Regions from separate parts of the Sus scrofa genome. Here region 2 is linked to region 1. Evidence: chromatin contacts called from public HiChIP or PLAC-seq data. All regions are on one chromosome and are shown on one strand. The core of a region is the stretch at or near the end of the contact, and the rest is flanking DNA. Distances in the headings are between cores, read along the strand shown.

The links. HiChIP or PLAC-seq counts read pairs in DNA pulled down with a chosen protein or histone mark.
Region 2: an H3K27ac HiChIP or PLAC-seq map of alveolar macrophages shows a contact between it and region 1. The contact joins the enhancer-like site here to the promoter of BNIP1 in region 1. A contact is called at or near these places in 12 of 47 Hi-C or Micro-C datasets (adipocytes, alveolar macrophages, embryonic fibroblasts and 8 more) and 1 of 2 datasets of contacts at active chromatin or transcription factors (alveolar macrophages).

What each region holds. Positions count from the first base shown.
Region 1 is chr16:51,138,688-51,141,797 of Sscrofa11.1, forward strand. BNIP1 (vesicle transport protein SEC20) reads right to left here and starts at 1,702. Exons shown (of 6, transcript XM_003134044.6): 1 at 1,344-1,702. The coding sequence starts at 1,427. LOC102165988 (a long non-coding RNA gene) reads left to right here. Exons shown (of 4, transcript XR_002339699.1): 1 at 1-1,000; 2 at 1,396-1,821.
Region 2 is chr16:51,195,421-51,198,782 of Sscrofa11.1, forward strand. The region is part of intron 1 of CREBRF (CREB3 regulatory factor); the gene reads right to left. Among named protein-coding and RNA genes, the nearest start is that of CREBRF, 14 kb to the right of the region's middle. Within about 2 kb of position 1,736, at least 2 of the 83 cell types and tissues checked have an H3K27ac peak or open chromatin away from gene starts, as enhancers often do. A contact at or near this core is called in alveolar macrophages, where this site is marked.

The DNA of each region.
Region 1 (3,110 bases), core at 452-2,951:
ATTCTGGTTGTAGCAATTATAAGCTGTTTTATTTTACCTTGAAAAAGTTACTGAGTCCTATGTGCCTTAGTTTCCTCATCCCAACATTACCTACTTCATAGATCAGGTATGTAGTAAAGGGTTTAGCAGAGGAGTTGGAACACAGTAAGAATGCGCTAACTCTAGCTATGATCAACTGTTCTCATCACAAGAACAAAGAGAGCTAGAGAGTGCCCAAAAGGGCTTAAGCAATATAGATTATGTGAAAAGACAGTTTCGTTTGTTTTATGACTCCTCAACTTATTTTTCTAAAATTGGCCCAGAGGTTTGTAGTTTATACATCGGAAACATGAAGTTCAAGAGTTTAACTGTTTGCATCAAGTTGCCTCACTTGTTCTATGGATTATGCATTAAATCACACTTCTTTGCTCCATATAATAAACTATTAATTTGGTTTATTTTGCATTTGGCTTCTGTGGGGAGCCTTATTTTCCTCCACCTTTTACCACAGTTGGCTGCAAATTCTCAGTCTACATCCAACGTTTAGTAACGTTTGTTGTAAATGGAAACGATCTGCCTCAAATGAAGATTTTAAACTCTTGGTTTCCTTTTGCTAAACTCAAGTAACCATTTCTACATTCCTAACTCTTGCCTATGCCAAGGGGTTTATTGTTATCTTCTACCCTCAAACGGCCTAAAACAAAGGACCTCAATTACCCCATCTGTTAAACGAAGTAGACTCAAGTCTTTTTTCTATACTGACTTTCCCTGTCCGACCCCAGTTTTGCCATTATCTGCCCTCTGACCCAGGCCTTGGCCCTTGACTCGATTTCCTAATTTACAAATCACAACGTCCAGGTTACGTTCACTTCATCCAGTGCCTCCCGCGCCAAGGGGCCTTTGGTGACCCGGGACATCAGACCCACGGAACTGGCCACAGGGGCCGGGGTTAACGGCCCCCAGGACTCTACCAAAGGATGGAAAGGGCGGTGTCAGAAGGCAGGGCCAAGCAGGATGACAGGTAAATTGGAGACTGGGGCAGGGCGAGGAAACGGCCGGAGTGGGGCAGGGGCCACAAAAAGGTAGCCAGGCCTGAGGCGGAGGCTGGGGAAGGGAGAGGGAGAGGAGAGGCCTTGGAGAGGGCGAGCCAACGGGAGCCGGAAGAAGGATCAAGGAGAAGAGTCCAGGGGATGAAGGGAACGGGACCAAAAGGGGAGCAGCTAGGAAAAGGGGGCGGGGCCAGCGACCTCGGAGACTTGACCAGATGGGGAAAGCTCAGCAGTGAGACCGCCGAGCTGAAAGAAAACCAAAACCACTTGGGTTTCGGGCCGCTGGTCCCCATTGGGGGTCCTGGGAATTAGTACCTGAATAAGCGCCTTCACTTCCAGGTCGAATTTAACAATCTCTTGGTTACAGATCCGTACGTGGACATCCTGGGGAGCCGCCATGTTGGGGAATGCTGACTACGGACAGCCGCGGGGCCCAAGTTCCAACGCGTTTTCTCCCGGCCTCCCTTCCTTCCCGGCCGGGCCTTGGGGCAGCGCCCCCTAAAGACCGGCCTGCGGCGAGCGAGGGCGGCGGCGCAGTGGTGGGGACTTTCCCTGACACGTGGGCGCGCACTCAGTCGGCCTGTTGGTGTGGATCTAGTTAAGAGAGAGAGAGAGAGAGAGAGAGAGCGAGAGCGAGAGCGAGAGCCGAGGGTATTATCGAGAACGCTTTAACGGTGATCCCTCCGCATACTCCGCCCATCAGCCACTCTAAAGAATGCGGGGTTTTTTGCATGGGGGCGGGGGGTGGGGGGAACCGCTGGAAGAAAAGTATCAACTGGGATATCTCTGAAAGGTATAATTAACAATTGTTTACACTTTTTTAAACTTTCTTGTATTTTCATATTTTCTACAGTGAATATAAATTGTGGAATGAAAGAAAAAAATGACAAACGTTGTTACACTTTTTTAAATATACGAAATTCAAGGCAAGTCCCTAGGGAATCTTCTGTTAGTCCAGCTTGAGTGCTAGGGATCTTTGCGTCTAAAATGCGCAACTGGTAAGTCACATTCCAGTTTATACCCCTTCTCTGCTCCTGGCGGTTCCCTTTTGTGTACAATTAGATTTATTAAATAATTTACCTGGCTGGAGTAGTTTTGATGGAAATAACAACCTGGCTGTTGTCTCTCTCTCAACAGACAGAGAGTCTTTCACTTTATTTTTCTTATAAAATAGTCCAAGTTTCTTAACTTGGCCCTCAAGACCATCAGCTACCCCACCCAGCGCCCCCGCCCCCCTTGCATTCTTCAAGCTCTTTTTGGGTCCGTAGTTGTGGGGTTTTTGTTTTGTTTTTTGGGTGGTTTCTCTTTGGCTGTGCCTGGGACATGTGGAAGTTCCTGGGCCAGGGATTGAACCTTTGCCGGAGCAGCAACCCCAGCCATTGCAGTGACAGTGCTGGATGCTTAACACCCTGAGCAAATGGGAAGTCTGGATCTGTAGTTGTGGAATGTGCTTTTCTCCTTCTTAGAATGCTTTTCCCCACTTGCCCTCACCCCATTCACCTTTGTTCTGCAATCATAGACTGGGAAAAACTGAGTGTCAGCTGTTGCCCTTTAGCCTCACAACCACCCTTGAAATAGGTAATAACCCAGTTTCACAGTTCGGGAGTTGGACTAAGGCCAGATCAAAACAAAACAAAAAACGAGTTCCCGTCGTGGCTCAGTGGTTAACGAATCCGACTAGGAACCATGAGGTTTTGAATTTGATCTCTGGCTTTGCTCTGTGGGTTAAGGATCTGGCATTGCAGTGGGCTGTTGTGTAGGTCGCAGACGAGGCTCAGATCTGGTGTTGCTGTGGCTCTGGTGTAGGCTGCGGTCTGGGAACCGATGAGGGGTCCAGTTAGACCTCTACCCTGGGAACCTCCACATGCCGTGGGTACGGCCCTAGAAAAGACAAAAAAGACAAAAACAGAACAAAACATCCTTGCCCCAAGGTTGCCCAAATTAAAAGTGGCAGAGCCTTAAGTGAAAGCCCTATCTTCCTTCCCTCAAAAACCAAATATGGCCCCTTGAATAGTGTCGAATAAGGGGGGAGCTGCGTGCTCCCACATCTGTATTCCTCCAGTGTTCCACACCCCCTCCCTC
Region 2 (3,362 bases), core at 486-2,985, 57 kb after region 1:
CATTTTCCAGAAATGCCTGGTATCATTCCAAGTATTTATTGTGAAACAACCAAGAAGAGCAAAATTTCCCACCCAAAAGTGGAAGGGGAAAAAAAGAATAGGGGCCTCTACGGCAATTACCAACACACAGAATCTTCCATCATGACACACTGCTCTAAAACTACCTCCTATTCTAGGGAGCCATATGCAAAAGGGACATTAATGCTTAGAAGGCTGAGTAACACTGAGGAGGAAGGTGTAACAGCTTGCTTTGGGGGGATGTCTTCACACTTGTGTAGGCTCAAGAATATCCACATTTTACTCAACATTTTGGTATCGAAATCCCTAAAAAGCAATGATCTAATTTCCCATGTGTGGCCTGAGAAATATTTGTTCCTAGGAATGTTAAATGGTTACTCAACAAAAGGGTTGGGAGGTTAGGAAAACACCACATTAAATAAAACTGTTATGTTGCCTTTACACAGGGCTCCTTGGGAACTTGAAGATACTAGGTGAAAACGTGCACTATAAATCACCAAAAGATGAACAGAGCACATCTCATTTCTCAAACTTATTTGATCACAAAATCCTCTATCCTGCCCTCAAGCTGACCTCAAGGACTAGTGTTTATTCAGGAAAAAACAACAAAAAAACCCCCACACAAACCAATAACAATGACAGCTAGAGGAAAGGCTAAATTAATTCCCTTAGTTTTTACTTCCCTATTCGCAGCTCTGGCTCACCAGTACCAGTACAGTTTTGTGAGTCTTTTCAAGGGAGAAAAGACTGTGGTCCATCAGAAATAATATTTACCAATAGATTTTCTGTACCTGGCTCATTCAAAACTATTTAACTATTCCACCACAGCTCATAGGCACAAGAAGATACTTCAGTAACAGAGAACTACCTCTCCAAAGCAAGGAGATGGGGCAAATGACTGACTAATGAATAGCACTGGTACCACTAGAAGAGAGCCATGACTTCAATCTTTTTCACAACCTTTTCCACCAGGTCCTACCCTAGGGTTTGTTTGTTTTTTTGTTTATTTTGGTTCCCCATTTTAAGATATGTTGGGGCTTACTATGTACATTAGGCAAAGGCAAAAGGTAAAGTAAAATGATAGGTAAGGTCAAAGGACTTCTTAAAAAAGCTCTTTCCTGGGACTGCTCAAACCATGAATCCAACCTTTAAAAGCAAACCAGAGAGCTAACTGATGTGGCCCTGGCAGCTCACACATATCCAAGAGTTCCTAAATTGTGCCTCTTCTGAATCTGAGGGCCTCAGCTGATCCATGAGAGTCCAATATATATAATAAAAAAGCTTGGAATTCCCATCCTGGCGCAGCAGAAATGAATCCGACTAGGAACCATGAGGTTGCTGGTTCAATCCCTGGCCTTGCTCAGTGGGTTAAGGATCCAGTGTTGCCATGAGCTGTGATGATCCTGTGTGGCTGTGGCTATGGCTGTGGCCTGCAGCTGCAGCTGTGGCCTGCAGCTGCAGCTCTGATTCGACCCCTAGCCTTGGGAACCTCCATATGCTGAGGGTGCAGCCCCAAAAAGCAAAAAAAAAAAAAAAAAAAAAAAAGAAGCTGACATCAAGAAAAATATAAACCACTTTATAAATGAAAATATCTATGAATAAGCAGGTACTGTATATGATGGCTAGAATCCCTGAAGCTCCCCTTACATGGCACTGGCTTAGGCCACTGCTTCCTTTTACTATCTTGAGGGAACTGGTTCCTCACAATGGTAAGAAGCACTTCTGAGTCATCCAACAGTCATCAGAGTAGAAGTTAAAAATGTTTTGACACACCCATCAGGATGCCTATCATCCAAATAACAGAAAATAACAAGTGCGACGAGGATATGGAAAAACTGCTGGTGGGCATGTAAAATGGTATACCTGAAAAACAGTTTAGTATTTCCTCAAAAAGTTAAACAGAATTGCCATATGCTCTACCGGTTCTGGATATATACCAAAAAAAAAAAATTGAAAACAAGAACTCAGATACATGTACACCTATGTTCACAGCAGCATTATTCACAACAGCCAAAAGGTGTAAACAACCCTAATGATTGCAGATAAAAGGATAAACAAATGTGGTATACACATACAATGCAACATCACTCAGTCATAAAGAGGAATGAAACCCTGCTACGTGCTACACATACATGAACCTTGAAAACTTTATGCTAAATGAAATAAATCAGACACAAAAGACAAACGTTACACGATTTCCACTTAGATGAAGTATCAGGATAGGCAAATCATGTAGATAAAAAGTAGAAGAGAAGGTACCAGAGACTGAGAGAGTAATAGGGTACCAAGTTTCTGTTTGGGATGATGAAAATATTCTCCGTATTTCAGAATAGTGGTGATGGTTACACAAATCAACACATTTAATGCCACTGAATGGTAGACAATACGGTTTAAATGGCAAAATTTGTTTACCACAATGAGAATTTTTTTAAACGTCTGTGGTTAGAAAGGCCAACACATTTATACTGTTATATAATTCCTATATCATGGTTTATTTTGATTTTAAACTTTGCTAGTTCATAGTCATCATTTTTTTTTTCATGTGAGCAGAGTTCTTAGGTTCTCTCTTTGTAACTGTCATGACACCTATTTAAATAAATAATTTCTTCTGTGATTTAACCCCCAAGATGAAAGAGAGAGGAGGCTGGGAGGAAGGAAAGACCACCACGCAGTCCATCCAAACTGCTACACTTCAATTCCTCTCCTTCTGAAAACTACTTAGTAAGTAAGGGTTGAATAAAACAGACCTTCAGAAGCTTACTAAATCAAGCCACTACCTAGTTCATGGTACAGCAGAAGTCAGAGATCCTCAAATCTCCAAACCATTGAGGAAGCAGAGGCTGACTATGCAATGCACTGGAGAAAACCTGGGGGCTGCATTTTTCCTTCATCACGTAACACTAATCCTGTGAACATGACTGTAGACGAATCGCTATTCTCTACCCTTCCACAGCAATTCTCAAAACTCCAGAATCTGGAAAACAGGCAAGTAAATCTCAAACCAGATGGTTATCCTAGTTTGATGGTAATCCAATTTGGATACTGTCTTTATGCCATAACACCTTGTGAATTCTTTATCCCTGGGTCAACCTAATAGTCTCCTTTTATCCTTACTCTCAGAGTTTAAAAAAATAAGGGGTTAGGAGTTCCCGGGTGGCCCAGTGGGTTAAGGACTCTACAATGTCACTGCTGTGGTGTGGGTTTGACCCCTGGCCCAGGAACTTCCACATGCCACCAGCACGGCCAAAAAACTTTAAGAGGGTAAAATTAAGTTGGCCACAAATTTTTATTAAATAATTAAAACCACATTTTACTGAGAATCTTGAAGAGCTAAGAAAATATAC